Linked DNA regions of Oryctolagus cuniculus: region 1 is linked to region 2. A link is a contact called in public Hi-C data. All regions are on one chromosome and are shown on one strand. The core of a region is the stretch at or near the end of the contact, and the rest is flanking DNA. Distances in the headings are between cores, read along the strand shown.

Region 1 (5,850 bases), core at 1,468-3,967, 340 kb before region 2:
CACCCATGGCCAGAGCGAAGCGCAGGAGGAGGAAATGTAACTCACGATGTGTTTTTACCCTCTCAGACCTTGTATGTCCAGTCAGTATTTAGTGAGCACTTACTAAGTGCTCTTAGCCAAAGTATCTCCTGGTTTTTCCCATTACCTCTCAGATGGCATTATTCTGCACACAAATCACGCCGCCTTTGTGAAGTTCTGTATTTCCTAGGACACAACCCAAAAGCACTCGGGCTGCTGCATCTCAGCACATCATGCTGCTGGCTTTAGGTGCAAGACAGCGCTGACCCTCTGAAGTCCACGATCAACACAGGGAGGCATGGAGCTGTCTTCCTGGCTCTCGTATTGGCTTTGCAATTATCCATGCCCGTTGTCTGCACTGTGAGGTCCTCCTTGTGAGATCTAGTGGGCGGTACACCGAACATGGTATAGGTGTGAGGTTATCCATCTTTACTGGACGCTCTTTTTAAAAATTTTTTATTTATCTTGTTTGAAAGAGTTACGGAGACAAAGAGATCTTCCCTCTGCTGGTCCACTCCCCAAATGACAGCAACAGCCAGGGCTGGGCCAGGGTGAAGCCAGGAGCCAGGAACTCCATCTGGAACTCCCATGTGGGTGGCAGGAGCCCAAGCACCTGGGCCACCTTCCGCTGCTTTCATTACCAGGGACTGGAAGTGGAGCAGCCTTGACTCAGACTGGTGCTCGTGTGGGATGCTGGCGTCACAGGCCACTGTGCCACAGTGTCATCCCTGCAGGTGCTTTCTTTACCATTTACTAGCTCTATAACCTTACTTAACCCCTCTTGAGTCTCTGTCTTCTCCTCTGTAAGTTGGACACAATGTGGTCTTTTGTTGTTGTTGTTGTTAAAGATTTATTTATTTGAAAGGCAGAGTTAGAGAGAGAAGGACAGATATCTTTCATCTGCCAGCTCACTGCCCAGATGGCTGCAATGACCAGGGCTGGGCCAGGCCATAGCCAGAAGCCAGGAGCTTCCTCTAGGTCTCCCACGTGGGTGCAGGAGCCCAAGCACTTGGGTCATTTGCTGCTGCTTTCCCAGGCACATCAGCGGGGAGCTGGATTGGAAGTGGAGCAGCTGGGACTGACTTGAACCGGAGCCCATAGGGGATGCCAGCGCTGAAGGCTGCAGATTAACCCACTGCACCACAGCACTGGCCCCGATGTTGCCTATCTTACAGGATAGGGACCGAGTTCTCATACAGCACTGAAGATTATTTTTTTATTTTATTTTTTTGTTCTTTTGACAGGCAGAGTGGATAGTGAGAGAGAGAGAGAGAGAGACAGAGAGAAAGGTCTTCCTTTGCCGTTGGTTCACCCTCCAATGGCCGCCGCAGCCGGCGTGCTGTGGCCGGTGCACCACGCCGATCCGATGGCAGGAGCCAGGTGCTTCTCCTGGTCTCCCATGGGGTGCAGGGCCCAAGCACTTGGGCCATCCTCCACTGCACTCCCTGGCCACAGCAGAGAGCTGGCCTGGAAGAGGGGCAACCGGGACAGAATCCGGCGCCCCGACCGGGACTAGAACCCGGTGTGCCGGCGCCGCAAGGCAGAGGATTAGCCCAGAGCACCGGCCCGAGCACTGAAGATTAAATATCATGATATGAAAGACCCTGCACAGTGATGTCGTGATAAAAACTCCCACCTGGTCAGGTGGTTACAGACTGACTACTTCCTCCTCCCAAGCTGTAAACTGCGCCCTGCCTGCAGGATGGCGGGTGCGTCCCCACGACTGTGTTGCAAATAATAATTCAAACAAGCAATACTGAATTAAAGGTAATACATTACACATTAGAAACATTTGTCTTATAAGTACTTTTACTGTGCTAAAAATAGTGTGGTTCCGATCAATTTCCACCTGTGCGCCTAGGAAAAAGGAAACTTCGACCTCAGAGAGTGGTGCATCTTCTCTGTCTGCAGGCTCTAAGTCCTTCTTAGAGCTTGTTGCCACTAAGATCTACATTCCTTGCATCCTCCACACTGTCCTTTGTTTCCGCTTCACTGAAAACGCCATTACCCTGCGGTACAAGGGACCAGGAACACGAAGAAGTCTCCTCACCTGGCAAGAGACTTGCCACACAAACTTGGGATTGCTCCATTCCTGCCCCGAAGGCGGACAGGCTACGTCTATGCCCTCCTGGGTGCTATCCCGTGTCTCTGCCCCGGGGGCTCCAGACCTAGTATCCTCTTCTGCACTTCTCTGAAACAGAGGAGTGGTCGGTCCCGGGTCTTTCCTGTTGGCGCCCTTGCTTCCAGCACCACACCCAGGCGCGTCCAGGAAAAAGGGAGGGAGGGAGAGCAGGAAGCCACTTTACCAGGTTTTCAACAGCTAATTTTAAAGCAGACAACAAAGCTCACTTTATTTATTAGCATTTTACATAGGATTCCCATCAATCGGGCCATCAGACGCCCGCCAATCCCAAAACTCCTGTACAGTCAGGGTAAAGAACCTAGCGCTCGTGCCCTGGCCCTGCCCAGGAACTGCACAAAAGGTAAGAAAGTTGCAGACCCCGGGCCCGGGGCAGCACGAGCCCACCCTGGAGCCCCGGCAGGAGGAGGGCGCTTCCTTCCGGAAGTGACGCCACCTCAATCCCAGCCTGGCTCTCTCCAAACAAAAGGGATCCTGGGGCCCTGGGAGGAGCCTGAATGACATTGGAGAAGCTCCTCCTCCAGCCCGCGTGGATTGGTGCCGGCGCTGGAGAGACGAGGCGGTGACTGGCCCAGGCGAATGCCAGTGGCCCCGCCGGCGGCTGGGGAGGCGGGACCTCGGGGGCTGTGGATGGGGAACGGGTGGCGGCGGCGGAGGCGGCGGGGAGCGGATCCCGGAGCGCCGCGGGAAGGTAGGGGCGGCGGGTGCCTGGGCTCGGCGGTGGCGGGAGGCCGGGTTCTCAGAGAAAAGCAGGCGTAGGAGCGCGGGTAGCCTCTGCCACCGGCCGCTCTCATCCCCGGGGCCATCCCCTGAGGGGGCGGGGCCGCCTCCTCCAGCTCCCGGTATTCCCCGAGGAGGCGTCTCCTCATCCTCCGAGGGTCCTCGCCGCTACTACTGCATCCCCTTCCAGTTCCCGGCTCCTCGGCAGGGGCTTCCGTCGGGACGCCGCTCACCTAGAAGCCCCTCCCGTCCCGCGCCCCAGCCTTGGCGCGGGAATCGCAGGTTCCCGTTCTGTAGGCTGCCGCCCCCACCCTCGCCGTGTACGCTCCGGGGGCCAGCCCGCTTTCCCTCCACCTGTCCCTGCTCGCCGGGGTGGCACCGGAGCCGGTTTCCTCCGTAATAGCATATCAGTTTTCCAAAAAGGAAGGATGAGGCGAAGGGGGAAAAAAAAATCAAAGACGCGTAGTAGACGGCGAGCTGCACGGGCGAAGCGGCCTTCGCCACTTGCGTTCTGCCCATCCCCCATCCTCTGCAGCCCCTCTGCAGCCCCTCTGCAGCCCCGGTGACCCTCTGCTCTCCGTGGGGGAGTCCAGAGCTCCCTTGCCTCGGGACTCTTGTAGACTCTGGAAGAAAGAGAAATGGCACCGCCAACCCACCACGCTTTGTACCTTCCCTCTATTGCTTCGGGACCGCCCAGCTTCTGAGGGTCGTTTCAGATTTGAGCTGCGTTTTATTTTTGCTTTCCACCCTGTTTTCTCCCCGAGAGCTTGATGGGAAGCCGTCCTCCTTGTGTTTCACGATGAGGTGGGCGTGTGGGCTATCTGCAGACTTGGCCTCGCGTGGGTAGGAATACAGGGCATATTGTTTGACAATCAATGAACAAGAGCGTGTTTTCAAATGAAACGGGGTGGATAAATAAATGAGGAACGAGGGTCTCGCCGGCCTGGGTGGGCTGAGCCCGTTGCTCAGGGAGAAGCCAGTTAACCTTGAAGCTGTACTGCAGGTTGAGACAAAAGGCAGGAAGTGTGGGGAGAAAATTCAGGTTCAGTCGTCTAGGTTTATGATTAATCTGGGCCCTCGGCCTTTGATTACTCCCCAGCCCCTCTTTTAGAGTGGCTTTTCCCCTACTGGGACACAAAAAACCTATAGGATGTTATTGATTGGTTTTATAATGCCATTATCATCCACCAAAATTTAGAATATCAGCAATAAAATTTGTATCTCAGAGATAAGGGTAAATAAAGGCAAGGTGGACGTTAGCTATTAACATATGTAAATACCAACACACGTCTCTGTGGTGTGCTTGTAAAGGATTTGTAGCAGATGCAACAGAGTGATGCCTTTTGCCTGATGTTCATGGCCTGGAGCCCTCAGTAACCATCTGTGCTTAGCACTTCTATATATTAAAACCTGCTGTATTTTTAGCCTTTTTTTTTTTTTCTCTGCTTTGCTTTCCATCCCAAGTCCATCTCACTGCTGTTATATTTAGCCAAAGCAATGAGATGCAAGGAGTTGGAATCACAGAGGGTGACTGTAGGCTGTTGTCTCTCACTCCCCTGCATAGCCATCCTGAGATGACTTCCTGGAGGTAATGAGTGTTGTGTGGTTGGGTTCCGAGTCTGCAGAGCGGTTCTCAGTGCTGGCTGAGCTGCTCAGTGGTTGTTTCCGGACCTGCAGGAGGAAAGCATCAAGAAGACTGTGTGTGCAGGGTCTTCCCAGCAGCACGGAGTGCACTGCTGCCCTAGTAGGGAAAGACATGGGCCTCGCTGCAAAAGCGGCAGAAAAAAACAGAGAACAGGAAATCCCAAGAAGATGTATCTTATTACATGGGCAGAGGTCAGAAAATAAGCTAAGAGGCTGAGGACACCAGTTGGTGGCAATTGCCAGGGCCTTAATAAATGAGAGGAAAAAGCAAATAACATTCTTGGATGATTTGGCACACTAAGCAGGACCTGTTTGATACAGCTTTGTGTCTTGGAAAGCTCCTCTAACTTTTTCAACATCCGTCTGGTGTGTTAAATGAAGAAAACATTTCGGAAGCAGAAAATTTGTATGTGCATCTTATTAAATTACAGATTCTGTGAGGGCAGATAGAGCCTTCTTTTTATCCTTTACAGTGTGTGGTATATATACTGTGACTTAATGAGTGTTTAAGGAACTTAGTTTGAAGCTATTGTCTTAAGCTGGAAAGATAGTGTACTGATAAAATATGGCATGCCTTATTAGTATAAACATATGTTTTTGGTCTTGATTTGACTTGATTTTCCTTATCTGAGGGCTTCTAAAACTCCAGTATCATAAGGAAACATATGCTGGCCAGGTAATATAATTTTGCCATCATGAAATATGAACCAGACTTATGAACCCAAGTGAAACCTGTGCATTTCAGAATTTTATTTTTCTAAGACTGACCTAATGGGGATGAAGTAAGTTGAGGAGGGCCTACTAACTGATTGTTTACTGATTTCCATTGAAGGATAGTTTCTCTGAGTGTTTGGTTTTGATAAGTTACTGATTTATTTCAGAATTTTTCAAAATGGATTTTTCGTTGATTTTGTGCTTTTAAGCTGGCACTAGCTATATAAACAGAACAGCCTCCCCAATGTAATCATATGGACTGATTATGGTGGGCGTAATACACAGTCTGCAATGGACTTGTGTTTGTAGTGCTGCCCGTTAAATCGCAGACCTTGACTTTGAGTGCTGGCTTTTCTGAGTGGAGCAGACTGGTGCGTTTCTCAGGCGTTGCCATTGAGCTGGCGTTGAGATGTGCCAGGTGAGAAGTATAGACTCGTCTGCAGGGGCACTTTGTCTAGTCAACTGATTGACCCCTCTCCTGGCTTGTCAGCCTGTTTCTAAATACCCTGAATGTTTGCTGCTAATAATGAAAATCAAGTCTTCCAAGTTTTAGTTTATGTATTTCAAGCGAGAAAATGGCTGTAGAGTGTGGCTGTTGGCAACACAGACTTCAA
Region 2 (5,237 bases), core at 1,888-4,387:
GGGCTGGGAGGCGAGAGGCAGCGGGGGGTTTGAGGACCAGTCGACAAGTCCAAGAACACTTCTCTGGGGCCCCCCAAACCTCTCTGGAAGCCAGGGCATCCAGCAAAGGGAGAAGAGAGGATGGGGGCTTGATCAGGCGTCATCCTGCTAAGAACCAGGACAACAGAGCCCCAAAGTCCTCATCTCTGGATCAAGGTCAGAACACAACAGCAGGAGGTGGGAGGGAAACCCATGTGGGAAGCAGAACCCATGTTTCAATCTCTTACCCATTTAACACCTGGGGGACCCCTGACCCATAGGGAGGTGCTCAGAGACCCGCCAAGAAGAGCCACTTCTGTTTACTTTATATGCCAGGGTTTTTCAATCGGGCTTCCTCAGTTACGATACCTTTGAAGTTGAGTCGTCATCAAGTTCCAATCTAGAACAGTCTGTTCCTCAGCTCAGGTCAGCCCTGCCCACTCAGGACCAAGAGGTCTTCTCCAAGACCCCACAGCAGCAGCAGCTGCCAGGTGGTAGCCCCCACCCCACCCCAGGGGAAGGGCAAGATCTGTAGCACCCGGAGATGCTGGGTCCTGTGCGGGTATTCTGACAATTAGCCTCCACGGCCCCCAGACACCTGCAGGTGGCTTCCCACCTGACAAACTGGGAAATGAAGCCTCCATAAAGTTCAGTCCCATACACAGAGTCTCCGGGACCCGGGTCTGCCATTTGGACACATTACTCCAGAGCTTCAGAAAGGACAGCAGATGCAAGGAAACCCAGCCGGGGGGCAGTGGCAGCAGCCAGCGCCAGCGGCCCTGGCCCACCACACCCAGTCCCCAAGCCCTGCGCTTGCTGCACAAAGGAGGCTCAGTCCCGGCAGCCCACAGCCCGCATCTGGGCAGTCTGCCTTCCTCCCCCTTCCTCCCAGGCCTGGCAGCAACACTGGGTCACTCAGCCCTGGCAGGGGACAATGACCACACTGTAGGGAGCCACACATCCACTGCAGCAGAGTAAGTGTGTGAGAATAATCCACCAGGGAGTCACCTCCACCCACTCTCCGGACAGCCCCTTCCTCCCTCCGTCTGCGTCCGCGCAGCTCAAGGAAGGCCCTGCCCACCCCTCCCTGTGACTCAGGGCCAGCAGTCAGCTTCCCAGGGTTTGTGTGTGTCCCTCGCCCCAACACACATGAACACGCATCTGCACAGCTCATCACACCTTCCCAGCTCCCCTCACTTCCTCCTTCCTGGCCAGAAAGCCGACTTCCAGCCAGCTCAAGTTCCCAGGCCCACTGCCTGGGAGGAAGAGAGGGCGGGCTCCGGAGCGGAGACGAAGTCAAGGCTGTAGGGAAAGGGGGAGGGGGAGGGGATTGGAGCCTGGGCTGGGAGGAGCCCCAAGACAAGAGACAAATGAGGGCCGGCGGGGCCCAGCACCAGCCGGGCAGGGAGCAGTTAAGAAGGGGCGGGTAACCTGATCTCTGCCCTAAACCAGGCTGTTTCCCTCAGTCCCACATCCTGTCAAACTAAGCTAAGCTCCTCTGTGGCCCACATACCATCCCCACCTCGCACCTCAGCCCCAGCCTGCCTGGTGGGGGACCCTGGTGGCGCCTCCCTCCCAGACCCAGACACACACACACACACACACACACACACACACACACTCACAAAGCTGGGATGTGGGGGAAGAGGACAGGAGTACACGGCCACACTCTCCCCACCACAGAAGGGGCTCTCCCTGACATCCTGAAAGAGAAGCACCCAGGCAGGCCTGGCAGGCAACCACCGCGGGGAATCCCAGCGATCCGCTGCTACACGGTGCGGCGGACAGAAGCCGCAACTCTGGGGCAGGGACACGCATGCACCAAGTGGAGCCCACCTCTCAATGAGAAGACTCTCTACCCAGGCTCTGGTTGGGGCAGGAGAGCCAGCAGCCCAGGCCAGGCCACAAGGCCCAGCGCCAGCTCCCTGTGGGAGGCAGCCCCAGAAGAACTGCCCCACTGACCCCAACAGGGGTAACCCAACCACCACCACTCCAGGCCTGCAATGCAGCCTGGAATCCGGGGGGAGGCGCAGGGCCGCGCTCCTCAGCCATTCCCTTGATTTCCAAGCCCAATCGCGGGGCCCGGCGGACCCAGTCCACCTCCCCCGACGTCTAGGAAGTAGTAAGTCTTCGGGAGATACCCCGCCCCCAACTTTTAAAGCAGAAACACGGGCGAGATGCGGGTTCGGGAGTGTGAGGGAGAAGAGATTTCTTAGACACGCGCACCCGAGCCATCCCGATCTCCCCCCACTTCCCTCCACGGGCAGGCTACAGCAACCGTCCAGGGCGGCGTCCCCCACTGGTCACACCCTGCCCCTATTCCCGCCATTCCCCCATCCCGGCCAGGGGAGGCAGCACCCCCACCGGGGTCAGTTCCCGACCTGCCCGCCCCTCGCCCGCCTCCAGGTCCGTAGGTGCGCGGCCGGCTGCCCGGGCCCGGAGCCAGAGCGCCTCACGGAGCTTCCAAGTCGCCCCTCTCGGCCCTGGCCCGGCGGGGCAGGTCCACACGAGGAAAGGGGCGCGAAGGGAAAGGCAGGGACTCCGGCTCTGACCCCAGGAGGCGAGAGCCCCTGTCTGGCAATTCCGCGCGCCCCTCGCCGCAGCCCGGGCCGATCCGGCCAGACCCCGCACAGCCCGGACGCCGCGTCCGAGGGGAAGCAACAAGGCCCACGCTCCGGCCGGAGCCCCCCGCCGGCCGCGCCCCAAGCTCCGGGCGAGCGGAGAAGGGAGAGAGTGCTCTCCCGGGGCGAGTCCCCAAGACGCCCCGCCGCCCCGGCCCCGGCCCAGGGTACCTTCCGCTCCGCCGCCTCCAGCTCGCGCGGCCGGTGCCGGAGGCTGAGACTGACCCCAGGGCCCCTGCCCCGCCCTCCTTCGGCGCCGCGGAGGGGAGGAGAGGGGCGGGCCGGCGAGAGAGGGTCGGCCCGGGGGCGGCCCTTGGCTCGGCCCGCCTCCGGCTCCAGCGCTCGGCCGCCGTGGGTCGCCGTTGCTGGGGCCTGGGGAGCGGGGAGAGCCGCTGGCACATGCTGGGACTGCAGAGGAGTGGGCGGCGAGACCCCCCGAGGACTCAGCCTGCTCCCCGCTGCCGGCCCCTGGGGGCGTACCGGCGTCGGGAAAGTTGCGAGGCGCTCGGGGTGGGGTCAGACCGGGCCGCTGCTGCCCTCCCGTGGCCAGCGGGGCACCGGCTCCTGAAGCACCTGAGACCTCCTCCACGCGGGGAGGCGCGGCCGCGCCAGGGCGGCCCCGGGGTACACGAGTACCCATCGTCTTGCCCCGAGAACCGTTCGTCTTACCCCCGCCTTGAAAGCCTTTCGGAACCAGACCTCCGTTCCACTTCAGAATCCTCTCGTTCCCGCTAGCTGGCATTTCCGTAGGCTCCATTCCTGCCTACTCCTCAAAGGGCACTCCTGCGGATGCTTCAGGATTCCCGGCTGTGAATTCGTATTACCTCCTAGTGCCTAGGGACCCTCAGCGTGGTCTAAATTAGGGCCTGGAGTAGTTACCTACACGTGTGTCTCCTTCCCTCCCGGTAGGCGGCGGGGCAGGTGGGTGGGTATAGGAGGAGGAAGTCTAAGCACTTTCAATGAATGGGTACACTACTCTTAGTCGTCGTCACAGGCCTTTGGGGTGCGTAGACCCAAACTGCAGCGCAGATAAGTGGCTTGCACACAGGTGCATGCTTTGTAAGTGACGGGCCTCTCTGGCTCCAGTGCTCCAATGCCTCTGCCCTGGCCCATGGTCCTTCACCCTGCCCCCACCCCACGTCTGGAAGTGTGTGGCACACAAGAGGGCTTCAGCAAACATATGCTGCATGAATGTTACAAGCTATACAGACTGAGGCCAGCGTTGTGGCGTAGTGAGTAAAGCCGGCCGCCTGCCACGCCAGCATGGCATCTGTTCCAGTCCTGGAGACTCCTCTTCTGATCCAGCTCCCTGCTGATGGGCCTGGGAAAGCAGCAGAGGATGGCCCCCAAAGGCTTGGGCTCTTGCCACCCACGTGGGAGACCTGGAAGAAGCTCCTGGCTCCTGGCTTCAGCCTGGCCCAGCTCCAGCTGTGGTGGCCATTTGGGGAGTGCACCAGCATGTGGAAGTCTCTCTCTCTCTCCCTTGCCTTTCAAGTGCAAAAAATAAAATCTTTATATTAAAAAAAAAAAAAGGTCATACAGACTTTTAAGATCTGAAGTGCAGGCGCAGGCTGCTCCACTTCCCATCCAGTTCCTTGCTAACGTGCCTGAGAAAGCAGCAGAGGATGGCCAAAGTGCTTGTGTCCCTGCCACCCGGAAGAAGCTTCAGCCTGGCCCTGCCCTGGCTATTGTGGCCATTTGGGGAGTGGACCAACAGATGGAAGATCTCCCTCTCTCTCTCCCTTTCAGATAAATAAATACATCTTTTTTAAAAATCTGAAGCACCATCCAGACATTTTAGAACCGTGGGGACAGGTCCTGAGCTTGGTCCCAGGCCTCCTGCTCAATAATCACTTATTATTATACGTGAATTGAGAGCTACGTCACAGATAGATTCCTGCCTTCATACAACTGACAGCCTAAATGAGGAATACAGATAATTTCCAGATAGCTAACATTTGTGGAACTCCTATTAGAGACCTGGCCCTGTATCTATTAACTACTTTAGTCCTACAGCAACCCAATGAGGGAGTAGTGGTATTTTCTCCACTTTACTGAGAAACAAATTAAGGCTGAGAAACATGAAAAGAACTAATGTTGGGTCTTGTACCAGGGTCCAAACAGCTGGGCTCTGGAGGCCCTGCTCTTCAATGCCATTTGCTCCTAACTCCTAACATACTCATATAATCCAGGAGGGGATGCCTGTGATACATGTGCACATGGGCTGTGGGATCTTCAGCTCTCAAGGACAGGAGAAGCGTTAGATAAGGGGATGCTGGCATCCCATATCAGAGCATCAATTTGAATCCTCGCGGTTCAGTTTCTGGTCCAGCTCCCTGCTAATGTGCCTGGGAAAGCAGTGGAGGATGGCCCAGGTACTTGAGACCCTGCTGCCCAGGTTGGAGATCTGGGTAGAACTCTGGACTCCTAGCTTCGGTCTGGCCCAGTCCCAGCTGTTGCGGCCATTTGGGGGATGAATCAGCAGGGAGAAAATCTGTCACTCTCCCTTTCAAATATACCTAACACATGAGAGCTACTAGAGGCCCCCAAAGTTACAGGAACCCCAGGAGGCTAATGTGTTACTGGTGGCAGATGAGG

The links. Hi-C and Micro-C count contacts between places; a contact is called where the count stands out from the background.
Region 1: a contact with region 2 is called in a Hi-C map of an unstated tissue, with 4 times the contacts expected there. The contact joins the promoter of CTTNBP2NL here to the promoter of RHOC in region 2. A contact is called at or near these places in 3 of 6 Hi-C or Micro-C datasets (ear pinna, psoas muscle and an unstated tissue).

What each region holds. Positions count from the first base shown.
Region 1 is chr7:57,959,827-57,965,676 of mOryCun1.1, reverse strand. It overlaps CTTNBP2NL (CTTNBP2 N-terminal like), which reads left to right and starts at 2,717. Exons shown (of 6, transcript XM_008264666.4): 1 at 2,717-2,849.
Region 2 is chr7:57,617,370-57,622,606 of mOryCun1.1, reverse strand. It overlaps RHOC (ras homolog family member C), which reads right to left and starts at 3,137. Exons shown (of 5, transcript XM_002715765.6): 1 at 2,811-3,137; 2 at 1-3.